2 separate regions of the Anas platyrhynchos genome follow, and region 1 is linked to region 2. The links are chromatin contacts, called in public Hi-C maps. All regions are on one chromosome and are shown on one strand. The core of a region is the stretch at or near the end of the contact, and the rest is flanking DNA. Distances in the headings are between cores, read along the strand shown. Region 1 holds the start of LOC101800452 (rho GTPase-activating protein 7). Region 2 overlaps SLIT3 (slit guidance ligand 3).

Region 1 (4,378 bases), core at 836-3,335, 57 kb before region 2:
TGGCTGTGAGTGATCACCAGCTGCCCAGCTGCACTGGCATGTCCCCACAGGCTGGGGGCCTCACCCTTTCACACCATGCTGAGGAGACCCCAGCAAGCTGCTGCCCCCGGCAAGGGCTGGGGATGCCCAGGGCTCTGCTTGCCCCATCACTTGTGCCTGTCGAGGTCAAGTTCTCAGTTCCTGCCAAAGAAAACATTATGCTTTTTTAGGGTCACCTGTTTCCTTATGATTTTACAAGGCAGTGTATCAGAATGCTTCCCGCAAAGCAATCCCTGGCACCCATCCCACCTGCCCATTCCTGCTAGGATGTGCCCTCTTGCCGGCAGCTGATGGAGCGTGGCCGAGCCGCCGCCCGCAGCGCTGCTCCTGCTGTGCACACAGCTAACACCTGCCCTGCGAGGCACAGAGCCAGCCCTAGAGGGCATCAAAGGGTGCAAAGTCCTTGCACTTTGGAATCACAAAGGTTAGGATTTGCTCTAGCTCTTCGTGGTGCGATCAGAGCAGCTGCAGGTTTTGTGCAAGCAGACAGAACAGTGGCTAAGTGCAGACCTACAGCTGAAGGATGACCTTTCTTAAAAAGGGGTTGGCTTGCCCCAAGCTTTGGTTTAGCCTCTTGGTTGTAACAAATCCACTAATACTCCTTAGGGAATGTCAGCAGAACGAGCCTGGTCACAGCTTTGCTCTGCCTTCACGCCCATCCTTGGGCCCTCCTGCATCCTGCAGTTGTCCTTTGTTAACCTGGTATTGCTCTATCAGCTACAAACTGCCACTAAAAGCTTCAGAGTTCAACTTAAAGATAACCTAAGCATTGCCTTCCAACGCTGGGCTGCCTGCAGTAATGGCTTGCAGGACACAACAGTGCTCCTCACACCAAGAGGTGCTCTAGAAAGGTTTTGCTCCACTGTACCTGGGTTTCTCCAGAACTTCTGCACTGACTTCACTCTGAAACTCTGCCACACCTGAAAGCAAAGCTCTGCAAGAAGCTTCATGCATACACCTACCACATGTTCTTCATTGCCCCCAAGAGCATATGTATTTTTGTCACAATTACTGAGTTTAAAGTCCCCAGAGCAACACGGGCTTCCAGCAACACAGCTGTTCCCTACAGGGGTTTTGTTTAGCATGCACTGACTTCATCCTGCCCCACAACTCTCACACTTCCCTCCCCAAGCGACGGGCTAGCAGAGTGTTTGTCTGCACACTGACGACTAATTTCTCAGAATGTGAGTTACTGCTCTGTTCTCCTGAGCTTTTTATGTGTCATTATCCTAAAGCTGCTATCTCAGAGAATATTCCTTCCTTTACTCAGGCTTACTTCTAAGCTTCTCTTTGCAGCTGCTCGTGGTCATACGGCTTCAATAGTTACTCGTGCACCTTGAGAAGAGGCTGCAGGGCACTGCAAAGCTTCTCCTGTCGCACACATGCCCGACATACGGACACACCAAGTGTCACGGATAGGGCTGGGACTGCTCCAAATGAGTGTCACTGCACAGATCACTGCCAAGCAGTTATACTCACGATATAACAGTTCAAATTTGCTGTAGGGTACAGGCACCTTCATATTTTAAAAGTCTACGAAACTTCAGCCAAAGCACAAACTTAAACACTGAAAGCTAGAAATCAAATTCTAGGTAGATGTGAACATTTGCAGCTCTGTGTACAAACCATCAGTCCAAAACTCCTCCTTGTTCCCACTGAAAAAAATGTCAGGCAAACACCTTAATGCAACACACCAGCACAGCGCTCAAGGTAGCAGCATTTAAGAGGAGCACCCTTGCCAAAAAAGTAGACCTATTTCCATTCCTATGGAAGTGGAAATTCCTGTGGTTCTATAAAGACCGCAGCCCAGATGCTTCATTCCCACCAGCACAGGATTCAAACCCCTTCGGACTGACTGACCTGCGAGGCGTTTTTCTCTGGTGCTCCTCCAGAAGACGTCCCACGCTCTGCTGGCCGAGTCCCTGCCGTGGTCGCTGAGGGCTCGCCGCAGGCGCTGCCTCCCCGGCTCTGCCATGCCTGGGGGGCTCCAACCTGCACAGATCAGCAGACTCCAGAAGAAATTGCAGCAGGTTAGGACCAAAGCCCGGCTGTTCTCCTGGCTTTTGCCTCTTCAGCTGGCCTAGAAAGGTTTCCATGCAGGAGAAGCCAGCAGTTAACGTGATGAGCGTCCTTCCTGTGGGGAGGGGGACAAGCACCCCCTGCCACCCCGGGCTGGCTGCACTGGGGGGCCGTGGCACCCACCCCGGAGCACTGCATGGCTCTGCAGCTCCACCCCTGTGCCTTATAAACAGCCAGCTCCCTGCCATGCAGGGCAGTAAACACAGAGTGAGGCTACGCAGCATCTCCTGGAGCGGGGACAGGATTTCAGACAAGGCTGTAACTCTGCATTCCCTGCTGAGTGGGTAACAGCTTCCTCACCGCCGTGTCCTCTGAGCTCTGCGTGCTCAGGCGCGTGCCTGCCATCTCCTTTACCAGCAGGCAGTTGCTTATTTTATTTGGTATGTCTTTTTTTTTTTTTTAATATATAATTATTTTCACAGAACAGCCTGGTCTAGAGGTGGATTTGGATGCTTCTCCTGTGGCATGGGATTAACCTGCAGGAAGTTTTTATGTAGAGCCTGTTCAAAGAAAGAAATCTCCAGGCTGTCCGGCATTACCCAGTCACTGATGCACTTGCTGCCTCTATAAAGGGGGGATTGGTTAATGCTGGGGCCTCACTGCCTTATTTATTTACACAAGCACAGGCTGGCTGTGAAGCAGCAAGGCATGGGAAGCCCATCTTCCCAGAAAACACAGCTCCCTGCCAGCCTCCCCCGCAGGGCGCCCTGCTCTCTGCCTTCAGGACAAACTCCAGACCAGGGCTGACCCCGCCGGGCACCAACACGGGGCTGGGAAGCAGTGGGGGTAAAGGGAAGGCACATGAAAACCTCAGTCACTTCTCTGTCAGGTATGGGCCTGGGAACAGTGCTCACAGAAATGTTTTTGGACAAGCAGGGGCCAATTTAAGTTTGCTCCCCCTCTGGGGAGGGAGACTGAAGCAGCTTTGTAACAGACACAAACACCCAGCACATAGCTCTGTATCAGTGCAGCTCCTTGGCAAAATCCAACCCAAACAAGAATATAAATTAATGGGGAAAGAACACAACTTGACTACAAATGATTGCTAGTGCTACATGTGTGCTTTACACCTCCCCATTCCTCTTTCTGACAGCAGCTTTGGGCCTGGTGTCTCAGAGGAATAAGCTGCGATGGTATTTGTTGGTGAGACAACTGATTGAGGTAACTTAATTAACGTCCCTCAGCAGATGGCAACCTGAGGACTGGAGACACAGCTGACAAGGGGCACGGCCACCACGTGGAAGCCGTGAAGTCAGGGCTGTTCCTGCTGCCTTGCAGCCCTGCGCTTTCTGCTTCCATCTCCTGCACAAAGCCGCAGCCACGCCGTGACGGCCTCTTCCCCGGAGCACTGCTTCCCTAGAAAATGAACCACGTGAGAGCACAGAGCAGCCACATGTCCTGGCTGGGAGGCACAAGCACCTGCCTGGCAAATCACCCCAGGTGTTTTCGTGCCTTGATTCTTACAAACCAAACCCTTGGGTTAACGTTTCCACACAAACCAAACTCTTGTTGCCAGCGTGCTCCCCAATACTACTTAGCAGGAAGAAATGTTAGTTCCTTTGTGTCCTGTCCAGAATTAAATTGGGCCTACCAAGGGTGATGCTGTACTTTTCTTTCCCTAAAGAAATTTGGATGGGTCTCAGAGAACAGGAGACCACAGAGGCTAAGGGAGAGGAAATTTGGGGTTGGGGCATGGAGAAGGGAAGAGGAAACAGCTGGAAGCCACCTACAAGAAGGTGTCTCCACAGAAGTGATCAAGTCTTTGGTAGTCACTTGCAATTTCATGGTGATGTAAAGAAGAAAATCTGTTCAATAAAATGAAAAAATGAAGAATGAACAGTGAGGCTATTCATATAAAGGAACTGAAGTGCTTCCTGTTGTCTCAGACGTGACCCTAGGCTAAAACAGGATGTATGCTAAAAATAAAGCTACAGCCAGGAAAAAGCAAAGCTGTTCCACGTTCTTAGAAGCTGCTCACATTCACATCTCTGTCTTGGGACTGCTGCAAGGGCTGAAACATTTCTGGAAGCACCAGACCATCTCGAGATGAAGCAAACATCCTTTGTCAGCAGATGCAGTTAGGAAATTTTGGCCTTTTTACATTTCCCAGAACGTTAAAATATCAGATTTGAACAACACCAGCAAGCCAAGAACCAGTCATTACAGCCACTGCGAAAATAATCTGAACACGGCCGTGGTACTGAAGGCCAACACACAGCTATTCTCACGTACCATTTAGCATTTCCCTCGTGGAGACCTT
Region 2 (4,760 bases), core at 303-2,802:
GCAATGTGACTTTTCCGCTGCTCTACATGTACTACATGTAAGTAAATGGCCCAACCTCTGTATCACACACACGCAAACACTAGTGCATAATGAGACTATAGCAGCAGAAATTAAATTATGAGCTATGTAAACTGCCCACATGTACAGTGTTGCCAACCCGCCTTATGCTTGGCCTGTGAGCCTCTCGCCCAGACTCGCCCTGGCAGCTCACTTGCTGGTTCTGTCACCTACGGATAGAGACACAACACACCAGCAGTGGGATTTAGACATCCTGAGACACTGCTGAGCTGACAGCCTGCGTTTGGGATGGCGACATAAGTGGTAAACACCATTTCAAAATGTAAAAGGTAGGTTTAAAGGATGGGTTTTGCTCATTCAGATGGCCCATATGCTCTGCATCCTCTCTCAGTAAGTTACAAGTTCAAAGGTCAGATTCCTTTCAGGTATTTTGTAAACCTGCAATGCAGATGTGGAGGTCTGAGAGCTATTTAGCCAGATTTTCTTTACTATCACTGGAAAATAACAGGCACACTTAGGAGTAACTCATCTCTAAAGAGGAATGACCTTTTAGATGGACCCACCTCTCAAACTATGTGACATGCTACCCATCTGTAGTGCCCGGTCCTGCCCAACCAATACATTAAGGAGCTGTGGCATGGAAATATGCTCTCAACTTCATAAACAAATTAAATAGCTCGGAAATGACCAGAATTATTATTTTTTTTTCCCTGAAATAAGTTTAATTTTGCAGGGTTTTTTACAGGGGACCTGACATAGCCAGTTACACATAAGTAATGTCAGGCAGGTCAGCAGTGAGGCATTTCTGAGGACCTGCTTGTCTGAGAAGAGAGCACTGCTGTTTCAGAGCTGAACTGACGTCCCATGACAGTGCTGGGGTCCGCACAGGTTTTGGGGATGAATCACAAACATATGCCGTTAGAAGTTCACATACTTTTCACACAGATTGCAAAATTACAGCAGTATATATGAGCATCTTTACTGGCTGGGTTTACATAAACGTGAGGTAAGTTAGCTCTGCCACAAAGCGGCAGGCAGGGAGCTCTGCTGACTGCGCTGCCTGTCTGTGACCCACACGAAATCGCCTGGGCCACAGCTGCTGTCCATCCTCAGACTTGTGAGAGCATCCTGAAGAGGCAGGGCTCAAGAACCTGGAGCTCATAATACTGATTTAAGTACTTTTTAGGGGTGAAAAAAAAGGCTTGACATTGTACAAAAACCCAGCTCCGGCTGATCCAGTAGACAGTCTGGCTCACAATACAGTTATATCAGGACTAATGCAAGGGCAATGAATTGCATGGGTAGAGATAAGGAACAAGGACTTACACAAGATTTATTGCCCAAGGTTGCATATACTTTGCATGCACTTCAGAAAAACAAGCCTGAGTTTGCCTGTACTGGGGCCCACACCTCTAGCAGACTACTTTATGGATTGACAACTCTAGTAAGTTCAAAAACAGCTGGTCCAAGCTTGCTGTTTAGATATTCTTGAATTCTGCTAAGTATCTGCCACATTACGAGAAACAGCTGTGCAAAAGCAATGTACCAACTGGATGATCCCGATGTACTCCCTGCATATCTCACTGCTGTGTTGCAATGCTTAATTCATATGTAGAAAGTACTTAGATGTTCAGCTGAAAGGTGCTAGACAAATGGAAATGCACATTTGTAATGGTTAGGCTATGCAGAAGTGCCAATGAAAGGAAGAAGAATAGCCAAAACCCATTGGCTCTGACAGCTGAGCACTGAGGAGGTGGGATGGATGGCTGCACGACAGGGAACTCTTCCCTGGTGGGATCAATATCCAAAGCTAGCGCACAAAACTACACTGTTATCTGAGGAAGGCCAAGCTATGGCCATTTGTCAGAGGACAACATTATCACATCTGGCAGCGCTGGCTCTTCCCTGGGCCAGGATTTCACAGGCATTAATCACCTACTCCTCCACAGTGTGTGCTTTTTCCAGATTATGCAGGAGAGCCTTGACTATGAGGCAAACAAAAGTCTGTGTGTCCTGGCAATGGAAGCAGCCACCCCATGTGGTGCTCGTGCCTGTCAGCATACCCAGGCCTGGTATTTTCACTGGAAAGGGAGTGAGGTGTCCCCGTCTGTGTGTATGTGTGGATGAAAATTACTCAGTTCTGACTTTTTCACTTTTTAACTCTGAATGAAAATAGTCTGTGCCTGGACCGTGAGAAACTGTGCAACTTATAGCCATCATTCAACACTGCAATTTTGTAAAGCAGATGAAGTCAGAACAGGCAAAGCACTGTTTTGCTTTTTGAAAAGATGCTAACACATGATAGAAAAGCCGGATGCGGACAGCCAGGATGGTAGAAAATCCCACCAGGGGATATCTGTGTTAAAGCACATCGCTGTTGCTGACAGAAAGATGTTATGAAGTCTTTGGATTTTGAGAGAGACAGAGACAACACTGGGGGAGAAACCAGTGCTGAGGGAAATGCTACGCGAACTCTCCTCAGAGCCTCTTATATAGCTGGGCCTTTAGGAGACTCAGCAATCGTCTGAGACAGTTGGAGACAGTGGCTTGGCTGGAGATGAAGGGAAGAAAGCCACAGACGCTGAACAGTGCATCACGACGCAGCTCCCAGCACAGACTTGCTGTGCTCGGCCTTTTTTTTTTTTTTCTTCTTTTTTTCTTTCTTTTTTTTTTTCAAGGGGCCTCTTCCTGACCCAGCTCTCGGCACGGGCTTTATTAAAATCTTAATTGAATTCTTTCTGGGGATCAGGTGGGCTCGGGGCACGCACCCTGTGGTACATAAATCCCGCCCCGGCGCCCGCCATTTGCTGAGCTTCCTCAGCCCTCGCGGTGCCGAGGGCACGGGCCGAGCGCTCCCGGGCCCTTCGGCTCGGGGCCGGCAGCGGGTGGCGAGCACGGGGCTGCGGCGGGGACACGGGGGGAAGAAACACGCCGGGGCTCCGCCGAGCCCCGCGGCGAGGGCTAAACCGGCGGCCAGCGACCGCCAGAGGGAGCCGCGGTACCGCGCAACGGGCCCGGGGCGGCCGCGCTGAGGGGGTGGCGCTGAGGCGGCCGCGCTGAGGGGGCCGCTGCTTCCCCTCGGCCCCGCAGTCGTTCCTCACAGCTCCGGCCACAGCTCAGCACCGCGCCCACCCCGGGTACCGAGCCCCGGGTACCGAGTTCACAGGCTGATATATACGGCAGCTTTACCTTGGCTCCCTGCTCAAAGCGTATTTACTGAGATCTCGCAACATCGCATACCTGGCAGCTGACTTGACGTTACCCAACTCCTTCCCTTTTGCAAGGGCTTTTGTGCTTCATGATTAAATTAAAATAATATGTCTGAGCAAAGCAAGGGAGAGGGGAAAGGGCCCACAGGAAGAAGCCAAACAACTGCTAGACTCGAGCCAGCTGCTTTTCTCGGGGGCGCTAACAAACCAAGTCCTAGGTTTTGAGATTTTCCAAGCTATTAAAGAAGACAGTCGTGAATTTTTAGCTGACTTCCAACTGCAGCATTCTGGGCCACCACTACTAGATATTAGATAGTTTATAATACATTATAATGCATTACTGTTGTAAAAAGGAAGGGATTACATTTTAAGTGTAAACATTTGAAGGGTCAGCAAGGATTTCCAGTAATTTAACAATGAAACTTGCTAAAAAATAATAAAATAAATAAATACATAAATAATATATAAAAAAGGAACCAAATGTTCTATGTACAATGAAAAGATTTTTCAGGACCCAGGAACTGCTTCTCTTACCGCAGCAAACAGTCTGGTGAGGGGCCTGCCTTGTCACAAACATTTTCTAGACCATACTCACAGTTTTTACAGGACTTCACTCGAGTCTCGTTACAAATCTGATGGTGAGAAACCATTTCAGTTCCCTTCCATACATAATCGCTTCCGGTGCCCTAAAATGCCTACCTTGAGGATAAGCAATTAACGTGCAGCCGAAAGCTGAGGGCAGCCCAAGCTGCCCCCAGCACCCCACACCTCTCTTCTTCGGCACTCTCCTCTCATAACCCCGGTCATGCCTTGCACAATCCCTTATGCTGCTTTTGTTACGGTTATCCTAACCTTTTGTTACACTCACTAACCGACACTGGCCATGACATCTGATCGGATTTGGCCAAAAGAAGAGGAAAATACTGACAGGATCAGCTTGTTACTCCTTGACAAAGGCACCACAAAAGCAGCAACAATATACTCAGGAATGGGTTTCAGTGTTACTACAATCTTCAAGCAACAAATAGCGTTTCTTCGCATTGCAGTGAAGTCTGCATATTGAATTAATATGAACATCGTGCCTTTTATTACCCATCATTGCTGAACCTCATATGAGAAAGTCCTGGAAAGTATCACTTTCAACTGCTTATTGATCCTGATGGCTTAACTCATAAGGCTATGGAAATTACAGCTTTTCCAGATACACTCAGGCTGTATGCTGTGATGTCCCATTTAGATCTGTGTAGCCTGTTACTTTCTCTGGGGACCCCTGATTTCTGCTTTTCCTCATGGGCACTGAATCACCTTGTTCAGCTGCTGTCCCACAGCACTTCAGATATGTGGTCAGGTACAGAGAAGCACTATGCAGGTGCCTGTGCCTAGTCACTGGAGGGAAGCAAACACTTCTGAAAACCTCTGAAAAGTGATTCAGATGGTCTAAATCCTGTACTGAGAAAAGAATCGGTGAGAAAGAGCACACAAGAGAAAGTTAGACACGTGGACCTCTGTGAAATTTCAACCACCTGGATATTG

What was found. A called contact is a pair of places that touch in the nucleus more often than the background predicts.
Region 1: a Hi-C map of liver shows a contact between it and region 2, with 1.9 times the contacts expected there. The contact joins the promoter of LOC101800452 here to the enhancer-like site in region 2. A contact is called at or near these places in 2 of 8 Hi-C or Micro-C datasets (liver and skeletal muscle).

Annotation. Positions count from the first base shown.
Region 1 is chr14:16,008,207-16,012,584 of IASCAAS_PekinDuck_T2T, reverse strand. LOC101800452 (rho GTPase-activating protein 7) reads right to left here and starts at 2,085. Exons shown (of 13, transcript XM_072023548.1): 1 at 1,900-2,085. The coding sequence starts at 2,014.
Region 2 is chr14:15,950,668-15,955,427 of IASCAAS_PekinDuck_T2T, reverse strand. The region is part of intron 33 of SLIT3 (slit guidance ligand 3); the gene reads right to left. Among named protein-coding and RNA genes, the nearest start is that of PANK3, 24 kb to the left of the region's middle. Within about 2 kb of position 1,552, at least 7 of the 8 cell types and tissues checked have an H3K27ac peak or open chromatin away from gene starts, as enhancers often do.